2 separate regions of the Mus musculus genome follow, and region 1 is linked to region 2. The links are chromatin contacts, called in public Hi-C maps. All regions are on one chromosome and are shown on one strand. The core of a region is the stretch at or near the end of the contact, and the rest is flanking DNA. Distances in the headings are between cores, read along the strand shown. Region 1 holds the start of B3gnt2 (UDP-GlcNAc:betaGal beta-1,3-N-acetylglucosaminyltransferase 2). Region 2 holds the start of Slc1a4 (solute carrier family 1 (glutamate/neutral amino acid transporter), member 4).

Region 1 (3,561 bases), core at 210-2,709, 2.5 Mb before region 2:
TCAAGAAAAGCATACAATTTCTCTTCCTTTCTTGTTCAGAGTGACAGTGGTTAACAGTTTATGTGAACATATAAAAATCCAAGTTGTTGTTGTTGTTTGGGAACGTAGTGACAAACATAAGAACAGATCGGTCTGCAGATTGTCAATCTTAACATTTCCAGAACCACTGACTCAGAATTCCTTCTTGTGGATGACCGTACACACGTGGCTCTGCGCTCAACCCAAACAACTCGCACTTACTTCTTTCTGCGGCTGTAAGTAAGACTTCGTGGTCTTGGTCGAGCTGGCTGAAATTCAATCTCCAGCGCTCGAAAGTCAATGGCATCCCTTTGACTAACTCCATCTGACAGCCTTCTGAAAAAAAAAAAAAAAAAAAAAAAAAGCAAACAGGTGTAGAGTGTTAACTTCTCAGTGTGATTATCTCCAGAGGGTCGACCGAAGGCCTTAGCAATAAGAATGGAGGGGAGAGGAAGCAGCTTCCAAGCGCGTCCCAGGTTGTGGGGACCAGGCTCTAGGTTCGGTGTTGAGGGCGTGCCGACTCGGCCGGCCCACCCAGCTCTACAAACTAGAGCAACTTCTCCATCCGGTCTCCCCGGCTTTTTCCTGGGCCTCACCTTGGCACGTAGCGCTCTGGGGAGCCTGGGGAGGCGCTGGGTTGGGGGTGGGGGACCGTTCCGGGTCCCGCGTGATCCATGCTTGGGTGTGGTTGGTGCTCAGTCCAGCGGCATCACGGGGGTTCAGCGTTCAGATGTCTTGCTAAGCCCAACTTCTGAAGTCGCCGAGCGAACTCCGCACCCAGCGCCTCCCGCATCTTGCATTCTTGACTTCCTGAGACCCGAGTGGAACCACGTGGAGACCTCATCGTGTCTTTGATGGCTTCATAACCTGAAGGTCCGAAGAGGCCAGATAGGCACCACCCTCAGGCCTTGGGCATCTATCTAGGTGGCTGCCGCTACTATGTACGCTGAGAGCAAAGGTCAGGTGCACTTGGGTTTCCCTCTTCTCACCTCCCCTCGTGGATCCCGCTCACAAGCCACTCGGAGCCGTCTAGACTTAGCTACATGCCAGTGCTGGCTGGCAAATTCTCACCAAGCGCCACGCCCTGGTAGCTGAAGAGTTTACACTAGACCCTGGATCTCAGCAGGGTTTGGGACTCAAGTCTCAGCTGTTTTTCTGGGGGAGGCTACTTCCTGGCGGAGCGGGGGAGACTGTAATCTTTGGACACCGCGCGCTCCAGTGAAGCCTTAGGTTTTCTCAGTGCTACGAGGGGCGGAGAGCTCGGGAAGGGCCCGGGGGCGCAGTCCCAGCGGGACCTGGGCGCCAACTGGCGGGAGGGTTCGAGTTCGGCCTTTCCCAAACTTGGGCCACGGGGCGGGAGCGCGGCCTTCCCGGCGGTGACGCGCGCGGTGGCGCGGCGTGTGATTGGAGAATCGGGCGGGGGCGGGACCGAAGGGACGCGGCAGGGGGCGGCGGTGCCAGGAGCCGGGGCCGAGAGTAAGGCTCAGCGGCCGCCGCGGCAACAAGTGCTGGAGCTGAGGCGAGCCGGAGCCGCCCAGACCCCGCCGGGCCGCCCGTCCGCGCATTGCGCATGGAGCGAGAGCGGCGGCGGTCGCGGGGCTGAGCCGCAAGAGCGGCTGGGACGTGGATGCGGCCGCGGTCTTCCGCCCCGCCCCGCCGAGCTGGAGGTGTCCCTAGACAAGGTAGGGCCGGGTGGGTGGGCACCGGCCCTGCATCCCCGCCCCGCCGCGCTAGTTCCGGCCGGTGTGGGCGCCCCGCGCTCTCGCCGCTCTTCTGTGGCTCCTGCGTTGTCTGCGCATACGTTCCATCGGGTTCCCCTCACCGCTCCCAGTCTCACTTTCCTGGCCTCCGCACATCATTTCCCTGGCCTCCTCACCTCCCGGATATCCTCACCGGTCTCCGTTCTCCTGTCCGGCTTCCTCACCTCCTGGTCCTTCTCCCCTCCTTTACAGCCTCCTCACCTTCTCCCCAGTCTCCCGGCCTCCACCTCCTTCCTGACCTTCTCACCTGCTCGACCTCCGCTCTTCCTGCACCCACAGGGAGAGGGCAGCGACACCCTGAGCCGCGCTGTACCCCGCGCACGAGGTGCGGGCCTGGGCGGCGGGGGAGCGTCGCGGGCGGTGTTCTGCCCCGCCCGCGCACTGCGCTGGTCTAGGGTGCCGCAGGGGCAGATCAGGTGTTTGTGAGCCGCTGGCTGCCGCTTTTCACCCCCATCCGCTGGCACTGTTATCTTCGGGTCCCCAAAGACTGGTTTCTGTGAAACTTCAGGAGAACCTTTCGCGTTGACCTCTAAAAAATATTCCACGCCGCCCGCGTTGAATGATTAACTAGACTCAGGACTGCCTGGGGAGCTGGCCCTGCGACTGGCAGGTGGGCGCACCTGAGGGGCTGGGACCCTTCTGGGGACGTAACACCTAGCACCTGCTCAAATGCACTCGCCTAGGGTCCTCTGAGCTCCCGGGTCTTGTGTGGGAAGGAAGCTCTGAAGACTCCTCTCTAGTGTCATAGTGCGTGCGAGGTCATCTTGAAAAGTAATGCACACTTGGGTAACCTGGGCTGGCCCCATGTTCGCTCCTGCCCCAAATACAGGGTGGCTGGCCTTCGCTCCCCTGCCCACTGTGGTCTCCCAACTTGACTGCTTCAAACGATTAAACCTGTTCTTCTGCCCCCTCCGCTCCCCGCCAAGCCGTAGCTTTTTCCAGGTTTCGAAGCCAATGGGTGAAAATGGGCTTCGTGTTATTACAGGTTCTTCCAGGGTACTTCTTTGTGCCTCGGAAAGTGATGGGATGGTTAATGAGAGGGCCACTGGACCTGAGTGGAGCTAGGAGGGCGGGACCGGGGCCCAGCCGTAGCGCACTTCTGTGGGGTTTGGACCGCGCACTTGATAGGGGACCGGCTCAGGGGCAGGCCGGTCACTTCCCTCCTGTTCTAGTCCAACTTCTGTTTCTTTTGAATAGAGATTATGAAAGCTGATGGAACCCCGGGGAGTTTTTACGCCGGTCCTAGAGCTCTTTATACGGTTAGGTTTTAAGACCAAAGAAGTGTGCGGGAGCCCTGTAGAACTCGCCCGAATAATTTCCGGCCTTTGCAGTGTGTACAGATATGTTTATCAGCAGATCTGCTTGGAACTCCTTTCTCGGCGTAGAATACTGCTTTCCCCACTCAGGACTCAGCCTGCCGTTCTTAATTTAGTGTTTTTGTGTAAATGTCGGATTCTCTGCTAAACTTAGGAGTCCATTCTAGAGGCTTGCTCTGCCACGTGCTGATAAATGACAATGTTTTTTTCCTTAAGAGGCTTGTATCCCCTATTTAGTTTCGGGAATGGGATACTTGGACAGTAAGATTGTTTTTAAGGACAAATAAGATGCTTAAGCGCTTATAGAGATCATAACGAAGTTCTTGGTGGCCTCAGCTTACCTTTGCCAAAAACCAGTCATCTGGTGGAACTGTTCAGATTTGTCAGATTTGTCCAGTCTGAAATCACCCAAGCTTGACCGACAGAGATAGTAGATTTTTAAGACCTAAGGGAGAGGTAGTCTTTGA
Region 2 (3,825 bases), core at 766-3,265:
AACTTGCCACGTTCTGCCTAGGCTGCTCTTACTTGAACTGGCTAGCCTTTATGGCCATGTTTTCATGATTTACCTATCCCCTGGTGTCTCCTCTCTCCACCTTCTTTCCTCCCTCTCATGGTCCTGCCTCAGACCCCAAGCCCAGGAACTGAAACCTCACCTGCCTCTCTTCTGCCCAGCTATAGGCTGTCTGCATCTTTATTGACCAATCAGGGATAACTTGAGGGGCAAGGTTACATAGTATCACGTTGATGTACTGTGAGGATCTTCTAGTCCCCTAGGCAACAAGGGCCAGTATTTAGCATTACAATACATAGCAACAAACCAAATCTCTACATAGAGGCAGGGGAGATTCTGAGTTCAAGGCCTGCTTGGGCCACAAAGGAAGAATTTGTCAAGCACTAGCATGCAGTCAACAGCATGGCTAGTGGAAGTAGAGGAGAGAAAGGACATTTCAACATGAGTCATGGGGCTTAACAACAGATCAGACTAGAGAAAACTTAAACATGAAGGTTCACAGAGGCAGATCATAATGATAGCAGTAACAGGCTGGAGGAGACAATCACAAATCTGATTCGGAATATGCTGAGCTGAGATGCTGCAGAATGTCTGGGTGGAGCTGTAAAGCAGGCAATTGGAAACCCACTTCTGGAACATGACTTCAGTCTTTTGCATAAAAGCAGCAGCTTAGGAAAAAGGAGGCAGAGCTACCTGGAAATGAGGAACATGGGTCTGTAGGAATCATCCATCCTTGCACAGAGAGGTAAACCATGTTCTGGGAAACAAGATAAAAATATGTATAGGTCCTCATCTAATGAACACACCTCCCTCCCACCAATAAGCTCCTATTTCAACAAGCTGTACATGACAGCTAAATGGCTTCATGTAAGGAACTCTTTGCTGTCTCAACAATTGGACGTTTTACACCTCGACAGGACATATTGATTTGCACAGGTTTCTGTTATGGTATACTTCAAAATTACTTTACTTCACATTGTCTTCCTCTTTAACTCAGCTACACCTAACTAGGGCTTTCTTGGAGGTCTGGGGAGGTAGTTCTTTTCAAAAGCAGAATAGGGAAAAATAAATAAATAAATAAATAAATAACACAATAAACGACTGCCAAGGTTTCCCTTTTTATCTGCTGTGGCCCGGGAAGATAGTAAATAAATGGCATTTTTAAAAAATCCATTGAACCATCTTTCAGACTGGCCAAACACTTGACTGAACTGTTGGCGTGCCAAGTCTGGAGACCCGGAAGGGGGTGGTTAAAATCCCGCTTGTGTTTCAGCTTAAGTTACATGGCAGACACGCCACCGAAAGTGGTGGCGTTAGAGCTCTGTTTCTCTGGGAGAGTTTTACGTCTTCAGCCTGCACACACCAGGCTTCTCCCCAGAGTCCAATGGACTCGCCCCAGAGGGCGCTAGTGCACGCAGTGGCTCACCCTTGGCACTGTGCATAGTGCCACCCGGACTCGCTGGTCACCTAAGGGTAAAGCTCTGCTAGAGTCTTGTACGTGCACGCAATGAGACTTTCCCCCATCCACCCACTCCTTTGTCTCTGTACCAGGAAAGCCTACAGAGCCCTTAGAAGAAAGGATTTCCCGCAGGATGGAGGTTGGGTCGTTCCGGACTCCCTAGCGGAGGGCGGGCACCAACCTCCGAGGGCTCCCCTCCTCCACCAGCTGAGGAGAAGAACTGCCGAGGCGTTCCAGACGCTCCCCTCCCTCTCTCCCCGAGGCCTGGACAGTAGGACTGAAAGCTGCCAGGAGACAGGATTGGCCGATGGCCTCACGCCCCGTCGGGAGAGCCCAGCCTGCCTGTCTCTCACTCTCTTTGCTGTGCCTCCCGGAGGGTGGGAGAAGGGCGGGACCTGGGAAACGTCAGGGAGGTGGGGAACGGATATTCAGGGTTCTAATTGGTCGTAACATCGGAGGTGCGCCTACATGGGCGGGGCGAGCTCAAGCCCCGCCCTCCTTCCTAGGCTGCAGCCTCCAGCGTGCCTCCTGCGTTGCATCATCTCCAGCCTGCAGCGGCTCTGAAAGAAGGCTGGGCGCGGCGCGGTCTGCTCTGCCTGGGCTCCAACCCACAACCCACGTCTCTCTTTTATCTTTCTGAAAAGTGTTCCTGTAGGGACTCACAGAGCTCGGAAGCCGCAGCTGGCACAGGCCACTGTCTCCGCCTGATCCATTCATTCGAAACCGGTCTTTTCTCCAAGTTCCTTGAGTGTTACCGCTTAGAGCGGTGGGCAACGACATGGAGAAGAGCGGCGAGACCAACGGCTACCTCGACGGCACCCAGGCAGAGCCTGCGGCCGGGCCCCGAACGCCCGAGACGGCGATGGGCAAATCGCAGCGCTGTGCTAGCTTTTTTCGGCGCCACGCGCTGGTGCTGCTCACCGTGTCGGGAGTGTTGGTGGGTGCCGGCATGGGCGCGGCGCTGAGGGGGCTGCAGCTCACCCGCACCCAGATCACTTACCTGGCCTTCCCGGGCGAGATGCTGCTCCGCATGCTGCGCATGATCATCCTGCCGCTGGTGGTTTGCAGCCTGGTGTCGGGAGCCGCCTCCCTGGATGCCAGCTCCCTCGGGCGTCTGGGTGGCATCGCTGTTGCTTACTTCGGCCTCACCACGCTGAGCGCCTCGGCTCTCGCCGTTGCTCTGGCGTTCATCATCAAGCCAGGGGCGGGCGCGCAGACCCTCCAGTCCAGCAGCCTGGGGCTGGAGAACTCAGGGCCTCCTCCGGTCTCCAAAGAGACAGTGGACTCTTTCCTCGATTTACTCAGGTACTGCTCTCCACCCCGCCAAAGGCACGGCGGGAGACGCCACGTGCACTCATATCACCTAGAGTTAATTCAGTTACTGTTGGCCCTTAACACTAAATTTCATATTTACGTCTGGGCTACGTGCTGGCCACACCTTTAAAGACTGGAGGCCACAGCTTTTTGCTGGAACCGATTTTCCGTTAGGTGGGATGTTAAGTGTATACCTTCTCAGTTGTGCTTTACTCCTTACACTGGGCTCTCTCAGTTTTGTTTGTTTGTTTTGTTTCGTTTTTTTAATTGTTCCTGTTTTCTCCCCTACATCACCCCAAAGCTTCCAGGACATTGAGTGACTTTCACCAGAGGAGCTATCCAGCTTGTAGTCTGAGGTTTTCTCTGATTCAGCCTTTGGTCTGGAAGGAAGTTGGCAATTTTCAGCAGAATTATGGATGTGTCCAAGAATAATAAAACTGGAGTTAGTTATGTGGAGCCCGTTGCCCAGCTACGTGACTGCCTCTCAGGCTTAGGACAGGTTGTGGACGTTCTTGGTCAGGATCATGGGGCCTAGCGTTATTTCTTTGTAGAAAGCGGGGAGATCCAGAGAGTTGAGATACACACACCTTTCTTTGCTTGTTTTTTTTTTTTTTTTTTTTTTTTTTTTCTCCACTCAGGAGTTGTATTTCATCCCCTGGGATGATAGAGTGTAGTTTTCAAAGCTTCACCTCTCCATTTGAACTAATCCAAAGTTCACAGATGGGAAAACATTAGTCTGCAGGCGTTTACTAATGTAACCAGGTTCGTCTGAACGAGGAGTCCAGCTGGCTTGCCTTCCAGCTTTCTGAGCCTTAGTGGTATATTTTGTCTTGAGTCATTGGGCAAAGCTCCTCATTGCTGAGGTGGTGAAAACCAGAGAACTCTGGGCAAGTGACTTGTCTTTCTCCTGTCTCCATTTCTTCATGTGGAAAATGTGACAGCTGTCTTGCCACTTCAAGAGTTTGTTCATCTAAAACAAAACAAAAAACCGAGACATGGTATTGGACGGGGGGTGGGGGTGGGGGGGTGGGGGG

What was found. A called contact is a pair of places that touch in the nucleus more often than the background predicts.
Region 1: a Hi-C map of B cells shows a contact between it and region 2, with 5 read pairs. The contact joins the promoter of B3gnt2 here to the promoter of Slc1a4 in region 2. A contact is called at or near these places in 2 of 39 promoter capture datasets (both in liver) and 1 of 484 Hi-C or Micro-C datasets (B cells).

The regions. Positions count from the first base shown.
Region 1 is chr11:22,857,633-22,861,193 of GRCm38.p6, reverse strand. It overlaps B3gnt2 (UDP-GlcNAc:betaGal beta-1,3-N-acetylglucosaminyltransferase 2), which reads left to right and starts at 1,459. Exons shown (of 2, transcript NM_016888.5): 1 at 1,459-1,700.
Region 2 is chr11:20,330,903-20,334,727 of GRCm38.p6, reverse strand. Slc1a4 (solute carrier family 1 (glutamate/neutral amino acid transporter), member 4) reads left to right here and starts at 2,015. Exons shown (of 8, transcript NM_018861.3): 1 at 2,015-2,782. The coding sequence starts at 2,256.